3 separate regions of the Sus scrofa genome follow, and regions 1 and 2 are each linked to region 3. A link is a contact called in public Hi-C and promoter capture Hi-C data. All regions are on one chromosome and are shown on one strand. Each heading gives the region's core, a stretch centred on a gene start, on an enhancer-like site or on the middle of the called end of the contact. The rest is flanking DNA. Distances are from core to core; before and after follow the strand shown.

Region 1 (3,852 bases), core at 777-3,276, 270 kb after region 3:
GGGGAGTAGTAAAATATACTTCTCTCCCTAAACCTAAATTTGCTCTCTGTCGCTAGTCAGGGCTGCGGGGTCTAAATATGGATAAGAGATTCTTTAAGTGGGGCTTGACTGTGTCAAGGCCGTTTCTATACATGTGAGATTCTCACTTGATAAACTGGCAGCCTTAACGACTGCCACATGTATCCACAAAGAAAAGCAGGCTCAACCAGGTCAAAATATTGGATAGCTTAGGTTTGGTGGGAGACTTTCCTGTGGTTGGACTCCGCATTCTGGATATCGCTGGCCAGTCTGTCCAGCTAAAAAGGGCCCCAAAGGGAGCGTCTATCCCCTGTAAGGTCTGCTCCAAAATTTGGCCATAGGATGAATGTGGAGGCAGGTTTGGTTTGTGAGTCCTTTGGGGGTGCTACCTCAGGCCCAGATTTAGCAAAGGCTAAGACAGGCTAGGGCTGCCTCCTGTGGCTGTGGCCTTACAAGGGCTCCCGGGCAGAGTTTCAAGCCCAGGCTGCCTTCTGCTCAGGATGTTGTACAGTCTGGGGCTGCATCAGTCCAGGAGAAGCGGGACTTTGGGTTCCCAGGAAGGCATCGCCTGTTTTCCAAGTCATGAATCCTTGATCCCGAGGGCCTGGAAAAGTCACCTTTTCTAACTTGGGCCACATATTCAGGGACAGGAATTGAACTGAGATTTGAAAAGTGGGAGAATGAGCGCAGGAACTAGAGCGCTTTTTAGCCAGAACCTCAGAGAATCGTCTCAGCCGCCCTGTGAAATGTGGAGCAGGGAGCGCTAACTCTGAGTAAGTGTCTCTTAGTCCATCAGAAATTCAGGGAACGTTTGTTGACTATGCACCAGATTTTGTCCTGGGTGTTGGGGATATAAGGACAATTAATTCAGGTTCCTGGTTCTCGTGAAGCCCACAATTTAGCATTTGTGCATAAAAGGATACTTGACGCTATAGAACCATCAGCTTAGCGTCTAACTGCAAACGCTCCATATTCTCATTAAAGTTAACTTAAAATCTTGTGATTTTATTGATACATATCAAAATGATTTTGTATATAGTAATAAGTAGAATAAAAGAATTAATGAAGATTCTGAAAGGGAGGCATTAATTAGTACATATTCTAAAACAGCAGTTAAAGAGACATAGTACCATTGTAAGAACAGACCTACTGGTTCAAAATAATAATTATTCTGCCACTGGAACAGGGAGGTAACTTGAAATAGGCTGTTGTTGATAAGAATCTAATGTGGAACAAGTAGGAAGTGAGAGACAATGGAATAAGAAAGGGGATCCCATCTCAGTAGACTAAGGATCTAGTGTTCTCTGCACTGGCTCAGGTCGCTGCCGAGGCACAGGGTCTATCCCTTTCTACATGCCCGAAAGAGAGAGAGAGAGGAAGAATGAGGAAGGAAGAAAGGGAGAGGAGTTCCTGTCGTGGTGCAGTGGAAACAAATCTGACTAGCATCCATGAAGATGCAGGTTCGATCCCTGGCCTTGCTCAGTGGGTTAAGGACCTGGCATTGCTGTGAGCACAAGTCAGGACAATTTTAGGTGTGCTTTATTTATTTATTTATTTATTTATTTATTTATTTTCTTTTTATGGCTGCACCCACAGCATATGAAGTCCCTGGGCCAGGGGTTGAATCCAAGCTAAATCCTTTAGCCCACTGCCCCAGGCTGGGTATCAAACCCTCACCTCCACAGCAACCTGAGCTGCTGCTATTGGATTCTTAACCCAGTGTGCCATAGGGGGACTCCCAGGTTTGCTTCTTGTAAATTTTGAAATTTTTGGCAAACAAGCTTTTATTGACTAGACTTACTATTCTCTAGATCTCATAAATCTTTTTTTTTTTTTCCCCTGATCCAATTACATATTTAGGGAGGAAAGAAGGAATCTGGATAATACAAAGCAAGACATGTCCTCAAATTCGAAACACTTGACTTTGGAATGCTACCTGTTCTATATGCTTATTTACTCTGCTCTGCCATCAGCCATTTCTCAGCACACAGTCCAGGAATCTGACTGGGCGTTGCTGAGTAAAAACTCCCCTTTCCCCACAGATGACTCATTTTTAGGAAATAGTTACTGTACCTCTTGAATAGTTTTCTGCTTGAAGTTTTTGTTAATTAAGCAATCAAAGGAGATGGTAAGGCTTACTAGGAGCCCATAAATTGAAAACTTAGACGTCTGATAAGATAGAGTATTTATCGGGTCCTCATTCTTTCACTCTGGGCCTCGTCTATGAGAACAAAGTTAACTTTCATAGCCCTTGAGGTTGCACTTGCCATGTTTCAGTTTTATGCTGCTAATGTTGGATACTGGTGATGATGGGGTTAATCAACGTTTATTAATCAATGATGCCCCCTGGTGGCCAGAAAATATATTTTGTGTTGCGCATGCTTGTGGCACCCTTTTTTCTTTCAATATGAATAGCACTTGAGCATTTTTGTTATTGAAGTGTTTGTCTGTTGTTTCTTATGGGCATTCCCGTGTCTGTTGTTTCTTATGGGCCAGGGATTGCATCCAAGCCATAGCTGCAACCTAGGCTGCAGCTGCGGCAACGCCAGATCTTTTAACCCATTATGCCTGGCTGGGGTTGAACCTGCACCTGCACAGCAACCTGAGCCTCTGCAGTCCGATTCTTAACCCATTGCCCCACAGTGGGAACCTATATTATTGAAGTTTTGAAAAATGTCTAGTTTGATTTGGCAGAAACAGGAAAGTTACAGAACACTGCACGTCCACCATGGCAAATTGAAATGACTCCTCTGCTCTCCTCATTTTTGAAGGGCACTTCCCGCAGGGTGCTGGGTCCCGAGTGGTATGTAGTCTGCGGTGCCTTATGACCAACACAGGTGTGTCTGTCTGGTTTCCTTTCCTGGGTTTCACCTGGGTTATGGCAGTCCCTGAGGCAGCTGGTGATTTCATCGCTCCTCCCGTCTGACTCAGAGGGTGATCAGTCCCAGTCTCATTCTGCAGTTAAGGCACTGAGTGGTTCTTCACTGAGGTGGGGGGTCATGGTCTTGTCTTCCTAGAAAAGGTACAAGTGCTCAAAAGGAGGATGGACTATGACACGATGCCCTGAAAATATGGATGGATGGATACATTGGAAAGTTGCATTTCTCAAATTCAGTTTGATAATGCTGAATTTTGAAAGTTGAATCTTAAGATTTTTTTTTATTATTATTATTGGCAAGGAAAGTAAACCTAACTCTGTTATCTCCTTGAGTAATGATATGATTTTGCAACATCTTCGTGGTGGGTTTTCTGCTCAGCCAATTTGTGTGTTTGCACTTTGTGCCTGAGTGTCCAGGTTGGCGGGCACCCGCTGAGCCTGAGTCCATGGAAAGAAAATGCAGCTCAAGCTTATCGGGCTCGGCACAGTGATTCTGAGGTCAGCACTTCCTAGTATAGCCCTCTTCCAGTGGCCTCTTTTGGTTTAGAGAAATGTCTCCGTGTGCATGGCTGTGCTTCTGTATTAAAGAACAAGAACTGAGGACAAAATGGAAACTTGCCATGAATCTGGTACTTACGTAAACGTACTTTCGTTCCCACACTCTTCAGCTCACTTAAGGAACATCACTTTCGCTTAATCAAGGTAGCCAAGGCCTTGAGGACATCTAAGAAGAGTAAGTTTTCCTCCCTAACGTGAGAGGACCTAAGAGTGAGGTCCTCCCTAAGCCTCGTGCTCATGAAAATTTAGATATTTGGACTCACGAAACATAGCTTACATGTGGAATGCATTCTGAGTGGGGTTGGAGTGAGATTAAGTCCATTCTTCATCCTCAGATGAGACTCAGTGTAGTGTATGATCCATGTATTTTGTTAACTTGTGTGGTTTTCTTGTTTATT
Region 2 (4,051 bases), core at 436-2,935, 300 kb before region 3:
AAAAAAGAAAAAAAAAAAAAAAGGCAGATGACAGTCCCTGTCCTTAAGAGACCTACAGTGGGAGGGAAGGGTCAAAACATACACGAGTGGGCAATTACTTTGTAATGTAGTAAGAGGAGAATGCTATTACATGATACCAAACAATCCAGTGTTAAGAGAAATGGAAGAGTTGCCTGAAGTAAGTAAATGCCTGTTTTAAAGGATGACAGATATTTCCAGAGGGAAAGAGGCTATTCTAGGCAGAGGAGGCTACCTATGCAAAAGGAGGGAAGAATGACTCGGCAAGGTGATCTCAGGGACATAAAAGTTAGTTTTGTATGAAGTTACTGAAGAGGCAGGGGCAGATCATAATTGAGTCTCTCACTATGAAAAGGTAGGCCTGGATCTTATTTGACTTAGCAGTGACTCCTACATATAGGCAATCAATCACTTAATGTTTGTTTATTCAGCAAATGCAACAGTATCTCCAACGAATTCAGACTTTTCCCCCTTCCTTCATCTGTTGGCCCATCCACCCAAAGAGAGAAAAGAACCAAGAAACTTGGCTACTAAACCCCTCTAGGATAAGCATACTCAGAGTGATCTCAAATAGTTCTATGGTCTTCACTCTTTTCTTTCTCCAATTTATTAGCCACACGGCAAGTATTTTTTATCACATCATATCTCTACCTAAAATGTTTTGATGGCTTTCCAAAGTAGACCCGGGAGTAGAACTCAGACCTCCTAAAACTGCCTAATACTTGCCCAACACTCCATCCTAGCAAGCAGCTGTGGCTTTCTCTCAATTCCTCCAACTGGTCAGGCTTTCTTTCGAGGCTCAGAGTCTATGCTCATGTTTCCTGAGCTTGGTGTATACACTCTTCCGCCTCTTTAAGGGTGTGTATTTCATATCGTTTAAGTTTCAGGTTAAATCCCTTCTCCCAAAGATGCCATCCTTAAACACTTCTAACGTAGCATGGTACCCCCTCATAGCATCCTGTGTGCTTCCTCCTTAGCACTAACTTTATTTGAAATTATGTATTTGTCGTTATTTGATCAATGTCTCTCTCTCTCTCACACCGACTTAAACTGGAGCAGGGGCCACACCAGTACTTCTCGCCCTATAGTCCTAGTTCCTAGAACACACCTGACAGGTAGCAGGAGCTCAGTAAAAATTTGCTAAGAGAACAAATGAATGCTCAAAGCTCGGGCTCAGTATTCCAAAGGGCTGCAGGGCTTCCCAGCATCACCAGACAAAAGCGGATTTTGGAGTGCTGTAAGCTGTACGTGAAAAACCGCTTCATCTTTACTCCAACTCTGTGGTCCCAGGCAGCAAGAGCAGCTCAGGCTCAGATTCAAACGAAGAAGAGGGGGAAGGGGACATTCCTAGGGAGGGGAAGGAGGGCGTGCGTCAGACACCCAGAACTGGCAGAAAGGGGCTGGCCACAGGCTGCGCGGGGCCTCACGCGGATGAATGGGAAACGCGCGAAGGCCCGGCGAAGCTGGTCACCCGCCCTCCCGCCCTCTCTCTCTCTCTCTCTCCCCCACACGGGCGACTCTGACCTTCTCTTTCTCCTTACCATCGCGACTACTGCTGCTGTAGTGGGCAGATGCTGCAGACTACCCGCCGCCGACTCAGCGCCGTCCGGCCCTCGTGGACTGGAGTTGGCTACAGCAACTTCCCAGCCACCAAGCTTCCAGAGAAATGGCCGCCAAATAGCAGCGTGACCTTTCCCCTCCGACTACGGCTCTTCCGGCTTCTGTGATTGGATGCAAAAAGATGCGTGCTGATTGGCGGAAGTGACTGGGGCCTGTCTCCTGGCAACCAGCAGGCTCGAGTTTCCGAGCGCCTTCCCGGCGGGGGCAGGAAATAGGAAACCTTCAGCAGCATGGGTCTGATACCTGCGGCACTGCAAAGGCAGAGAGGTGGCTCGAGTTGCCTGTTTGCTCGCCTGCCTCGAGGGTTTGCTGTCTGTCCTGCAGAATGGACGTGATTTCTCGCCAACTTGGCTGGTGGAGTTTCCTTTGGCTTTGCACACCTGGGAAAACGAGCTCGGGGCTCTCAAGTTTCTTCTTCATTTTCCCACAGATCCTGAGCCATGGGGACTCCTCTGCCACAGTCCCGTTCTACCTGATGGCTCTCTATTCTGTAGTGCTCATTTCACCCCATCTCAGAGGAAGTGGAAGAAGCAAGACTAGATAGACTTAAGGAGGTGAAACGCACCGGAAGAAAGTCAACTGCAGAATATTTTTCAGATGAGGTCAGACAGAGACTAAAATACGGTGTGGTGGCCTCCCGGTCCACCTGTTTCTTGTGCTTTGCGAGCAGAGGCCCACTACAGTCCTCATACTGGATTTATTTTTTTCAAATATATATATATCTAAAACATTTTGGATATAAATTTATATACATGTAATATATATTATAAATAAATTGCATATAAATTCAGTATAGCTGAATTACAACATTGTGCCAGTTTCTGTTGTACAGCAAAATGACACAATCATACACATATATACATTCTTTTAAAAAAATTTTTTTTTCTTTTTTGTTTTTTGTTTTTGCAGCCCTAAGGAGTTGAATTTGAAATTGAAATTTATGGAGTTCCCGTCGTGGCTCAGTGGTTAACAAATCCGACTAGGAACCATGAGGTTGCGGGTTCTATCCCTGGCCTTGCTCAGCGGGTTAAGGAGGTTAAGGGTCCGGCGTTGCCGTGAGCTGTGGTGTAGGTCACAATCCGGCTGCGATCCTACATTGCTGTGGCTGTGGTGTAGGCCGGTAGCAATAGCTCGGATTAGACCCCTAGCCTGGGAACCTCCATATGCTACGGCAGCGGCCCTTGAAAAGACAAAAAGACAAATAAGAAGAAAGAAGAAAAAATTGAGATTTAAATGTTGCGGTATTGTGGAGTAGTGGCTAAGACTTTAGAGGCAGTCTGAGTTTAGAACGTCTATCACGTGGGAATGGTATTGGGCAGTTTCTTAACTCCCGAAGGCGTTTGCTTCCTCAGTTTCATGTGGCTTTAAAAACAGTTCTATCTGCAAGGCTGTGAGATAGTAATTAATGTGAAAGAGGCTGGAACTATCCTTGGCTATGTAAGGGTTTGGTAGATCTTAATTTTACTTTAATGGTGTCCATCTAAATGATAAAGAACACCAGGAAAGCGCAGTAATTTTGCTCTAGTGTCGTTTATGCCAAACAGTTGAAATTATTTAAGCCAAAATTCAGTGGATTTTCTCCTTAGTCCTTTGGTCATTTAACGAATATTTAGCCTTTGTACAGGCTTTGATTTCTTCCGCTATGCCAGGCTTCTTCACAATTGTTATGGAAATCGTACCACAAAGTCTATGATTTGGTGGTTATAGCTCCATTTTAGAGATAAGGAAATAGGCTCATCAGGTAGCTAACTTGCTCAGCACCACACAGCTGGGTTACAACCTGAAAAACTGCTTTTTTAACTTAATAATTAAGTTACCTTTTAAAAGCTCAATATATACTTCAGAACTCTGATTTTTTTTTCTGTTTTCTCAGCAAAGTGAAACAAAATATGGCTGTAATCTTTGAAAAGATAGTTGGGTTTAAAGTTGTTTTTTTTCTCCTTTTGTAGTCTTAATCTTATTAGAAAACAAAGTGGATATAAGGTCATTGACATTTTTCTAATCATAAATGCTACACATATATTTTGTGAGAATTTGGAAAATATATAATTTCTAAAAAAATCACTGGTATCACCAATCGCAGAAACAACTATTAACTTTTGGGGTATACTATTTATTGTAACACAGGCACTTGCAGTTTTTTTTTTCTTTTTTGGCTGCACTCACGTCATATGAAAGTTTGAGGGCCAGAGACCTAATCTGAGCTGCAGCTGCAGTAATGCCAGATTCTCAACCCTCTGCATCACAGCAGGAACGCTGCACTTTTTTATTTCCAAGATGTCGACATAGCTTTTTAACTTGTTTTCTTCACTTTATGTTGAGCAGGTTGTCATATAATTAAAAATTCTTCTAAAATGTAGTTTAATGTCTCCATATTATGCATTCTATACTCTGCATTATGCACATGTGGTAA
Region 3 (4,148 bases), core at 47-2,546:
TTTAATCTAAAAAAGAGGAACAACCACAAGACTACGTCCTGGGATTCCATTTTGCTATGGAAGTGTCCCAGCCCCTGCAACTATGCCTCCTCAACTCCCATTTATTTAAAATTTCAGAAAGATATAGATTAACCCTCTGTAACCGCTCTCAATTCCACGTTCATCATTTTTATCCTTCCATTTTTCTCTCATGCTTTCTGTAGCTGATTTTAGTGAGAAACAGAACAAATAATTTTTCCTAAAATGCCTTGATGCAACAAAAACAGTGACTTCTCAAAAAAGTTTCTAACTCATAATACAGTCCAAGTGTAATCCCCCAGCTGTTTTCCTTACTTTACCAGTGGATTTAGAGGAGTTCCATTAGGACCCACAGATTATCCTACCTAGACCGCCTACAAGTGGCATAATAATTCAGGCCTAGAAGCCCAAAAGCTTCAGGATCCTAAACGAGATTAGGCAGGTGAAGATTCGCACCACCACCGCACATCTTGCTATTACTACTCAGTGACAAGGGCGCGTGGGCATTCACACACATACAGGTCCTGAAAGTGCAGCCCGCCACAAAATTCCCTCAGTAAACTGGGATGGTGGGGGGAGGTGCGTCGAGGTATTAAGACTTGTCCACTTCACCCCCATCCTCGACGAAAAGGCGTCCCCACGCTGCTCCAGCAAAGAGGCGGCAGTATGGGTCAGAACCAGTTTGAGACCAATCCTCAAGGAAGGTGGGCGGGCTGGGCCCTGTGCCCGGCTTCAGGTCCGTTGCACCGTCTGCGTGGGAGCTGAGCTCCGACAATATAGGGGTTCCGGCCCAGCGACCCCAGATAAGCTGAGGCACCCTCTTCTCCTCCACCCCAACTCCACCACCTACCTAGTCTCACGGGAGAAGCTGCCTCTCCCCGGGACTGGGAATCTGCAGGCCGACCTGGACATACGTTCCGTCCTGGGCATCAGCCCAGAGTTGACTCCCCAGTCCCTGTCACCCCCGCCGGGCCTGAGTCGAGCCGTTCGAACATCCTGGCAAGGACTGGGAAAACATAAAATCCCATTTACCTGTGGCAGCCCCTTTAGTCTTCTTCTTCTTCCGTCTTTTTTTCTTAGCTGCCTCCTCAGCCGTAGAAGCAGCTCCCTCCTCCCTGTCGTCTGGATCCAGGTCGCCATTCAGGTGGCTCCCGGAGGACGCCGCCTCCTCCACGCCCGCCATGTTGCCCGAGAGAGCGCGAGGGATTGAGACAGAGTGGCGAGGGCCCGCTCCTTCTTCACCCACCTACACCAGCGACGCCGGAAGTTGCTCTCGGTGGTGGGGCGCTGGGAATGCTGGGGCGGCGGCGGACTCGCCTGTGGGGCCGCGCGTGCGCAGAGCGGGGCTGGGCTCGCCTCAGGGCCCGCGCTTCCGCTGTGGTGCGGAAAACCCAGCCAGGCCGGGCCCTTGCCTAGTCCTCAGGCAAATGAGCCTGCTAGAATGTCTCTTGGAAAGCCTGTGCTTGCCCTGTGCATAAGCGCTGCCTCCAGACAGAGTCAGAGAGACGTCTCTGCTGGAACCGAAGTTTTATATTTGTTGTTTTATGCACAGCGCCCCAGAAGCGCGGAGAGGGGCGAAAAAATGCCTTCACTGTACACACTTCTTTTTTATGACTCAAAAGGACTGCGTTTTTAGTCACAATTACAGCTCACGACGAAGCCGTCCCAGCACTAAAGAGCTGTATGTACCTCAACGGGGCCCGAAGAGGCAGTCAGAGGAAAAGAGATGAGGGGCGTTCTTTCGTCTCCAAAAGAAAGGGGTGATCACCTGCGCTGAGTGCTGCTAAGAGGTCAAGTAAGACGACTGAAAAATGTCATGTGTATATAGTAACATGGAAGCCACTGGTGACCTTGGTACGAGCTATTTAGGTAGAGAGATTGAAGCCAGACTAAACAGAGCTGAGAAACTCTTCATCCTTCAAGTTTGACCTTAGGTACTATTCCCTCAGAGAATTCTCTCTCAACAGTTTAACTGAGGCCCTGCTCATACAACCTCTCATTGAATTCTTAACCTTTTTTCATGGCAATTGGAATTCATTTATTTATGTGACTATTTGTTTGATGTGTGGCTGTCCAACTACCTTGAACTCCATGAAGACAGGAACCTTGCAAGTTTTATACTGTTATTACCAGCCTACCTCAAACCTAAAGCAGAGCCCAGTAAATACTTATTGTATGAATAGCACTTAAGTGCCAAGGTTTCTACATTCATTATCTCTCTCATTCAATCCACTTTTTTTTTTTTTTTTTTGTCTTTTTTGCCTTTTCTAGGGCCACTCCCACAGCATATGGAGGTTCCCAGGCTAGGGGTCTAATCAGAGCTGTAGCCACCAGCCTATGCCAGAGCCACAGCAACGTGGGATCCGAGCTGCATCTTCAACCTACACCACAGCTCACGCCAACACCGGATCCTTAACCCACTGAGCAAGGCCAGGGATGGAACATGCAACCTCATGGTTCCTAGTCGGATTTGTTAACCACTGAGCCACATTGGGAACTCCTCGATCCACTTTTTAGTTGAGGAAATTAGAGCTAGAGAATTTTGGTAACTTGGGTTATACAGGGAGTAAATAGAGTTAGAATCCAAACCCAAATCATCAAACACCAGAAATTTAATAATTCTGTATTCGGCCTTTCCAATTGAAATATGTATTGATTATAGACTAGAAGTAATTTTCTGGGGGGAGGTACAAAAGTGAAAAAAAAAAGTTCCCTCAAGAAATTTTAGCAGGCAATAAGACACATATAAATAAGTATAAAATAAGATGCTAATACTTTCCTTCCATCGTGTATTAAATCTTTTCTGTTCCAACTTGGTCTATCACAAAGGTGAAGATGTAATGGAAAATGTCTAATAGAGCTTCAGAGTGCGGGCAAGAATGTGACTGTCAACCTCAGGAGAAATCAGAGTTCACCCTTGTTTAGGTGCAAAGTTCCTGAAGTTTTTTAACATACTTATAAGTTAAGATCTGCTATATCAAAAACGCCTTCAAGCTTTGCTGTGAATCTTCCTAGTTCTATTTATAAGTTCTGGGAACACTTGGGCCATGGCTACTACCTCAGACCCAGTCCAGGAGACAGAGGGTCAGTAGATAAATTTTAATAAAGGGTGCTTGAGGTATGTTGATCTGCAGAATTCCCAATGTCAAAATAAGACATTGTTTAATGAAAAAAATAAGATGTTAAAATGCAATGGTGAAACAAAATACTGTTTCTTCCCTGCAAAGGGATTGTTCTTTACCTTGCCCCCTTTTCTGAAGAGAGGTAAGACAAACTTTAAGGTAATAGTAAAAAAAAGTAATACATATCTTGACAGTATGATAATGAATATTTGCTGGATGATAATTTTCCGGGACACTCCAGAGATTGAGATAACTGAGTAGCTATACTTTACAGCCCATAACACTCGTTTTCACCAAATTTCTTCATTTGCTTTTCTCTACAAGAGGAAACCGAATGAGGTAAAGGAATGAGAAATGTTGAAACCCTAAGTAAGAATCTAAGAGAACCTGTAAGAAATATAACTCAATACCAGCATGGGCTTGAATATTTTTTTCTAGCCAATTACATGAAGTCATTTTGTCTCAGATGGTTAACTAGATAAGCAGACAAAGATAAATTTTTTTCCTTAGATATTTCTATAGTAAAAGCAATGTACTAAAATAAGATGTATTTATTCTTTTGTCCAAAAAACATATTATCTGAAAAGAATCTTAATTCCAAAATGAACATCATAATTAGCCTCTACCTTGTTTTCATTGAAGTTCTTGGTAGTGGTATGGCTTGGGACAAGTCACTTAATCTCTTCAAATTTGTTTCCTTATTTGTAAAGTGAGGATAATAATAGTACCGAACCATAGGATATGGAAATTAAATTTCAAAATGGAGAGAAAGTACTTATGATGGCACCATATCTGACACAATAGTGACTGTTAACCAACATTACTGTTAGTATGCCATTCTCTTGAAATTTTTCCACTTGTGTGGATTATATGATAGCCTAGATATCCTAAGGCACACATGTTATTATGTGATCTTTGGCAGTGGGTTAACAGGAAATAATTTTTTTTTTCCTTTTTAGGGCTACACCTGTGGCATGTGGAAATTCCTGGGCTAGGGGTGGAATCGGA

The links. Promoter capture Hi-C pulls out the DNA fragments that hold promoters and counts their contacts. Hi-C and Micro-C count contacts between places; a contact is called where the count stands out from the background.
Region 1: a Hi-C map of embryonic fibroblasts shows a contact between it and region 3, with 3 times the contacts expected there. The contact joins the enhancer-like site here to the promoter of METAP2 in region 3. A contact is called at or near these places in 1 of 5 promoter capture datasets (liver), 2 of 47 Hi-C or Micro-C datasets (embryonic fibroblasts and retroperitoneal adipose tissue) and 2 of 2 datasets of contacts at active chromatin or transcription factors (alveolar macrophages and skeletal muscle).
Region 2: a contact with region 3 is called in a promoter capture Hi-C map of liver, with 2.9 times the contacts expected there. The contact joins the promoter of SNRPF here to the promoter of METAP2 in region 3. A contact is called at or near these places in 1 of 5 promoter capture datasets (liver) and 1 of 2 datasets of contacts at active chromatin or transcription factors (skeletal muscle).

Annotation. Positions count from the first base shown.
Region 1 is chr5:88,191,130-88,194,981 of Sscrofa11.1, forward strand. All of the region lies in intron 10 of FGD6 (FYVE, RhoGEF and PH domain-containing protein 6), which reads left to right. Among named protein-coding and RNA genes, the nearest start is that of NR2C1, 38 kb to the right of the region's middle. Within about 2 kb of position 2,027, at least 10 of the 83 cell types and tissues checked have an H3K27ac peak or open chromatin away from gene starts, as enhancers often do. A contact at or near this core is called in embryonic fibroblasts, where this site is marked.
Region 2 is chr5:87,621,178-87,625,228 of Sscrofa11.1, forward strand. It overlaps SNRPF (small nuclear ribonucleoprotein polypeptide F), which reads right to left and starts at 1,686. Exons shown (of 4, transcript NM_001190213.1): 1 at 1,560-1,686. The coding sequence starts at 1,562.
Region 3 is chr5:87,924,859-87,929,006 of Sscrofa11.1, forward strand. It overlaps METAP2 (methionine aminopeptidase 2), which reads right to left and starts at 1,297. Exons shown (of 11, transcript XM_003126711.6): 1 at 1,051-1,297. The coding sequence starts at 1,201.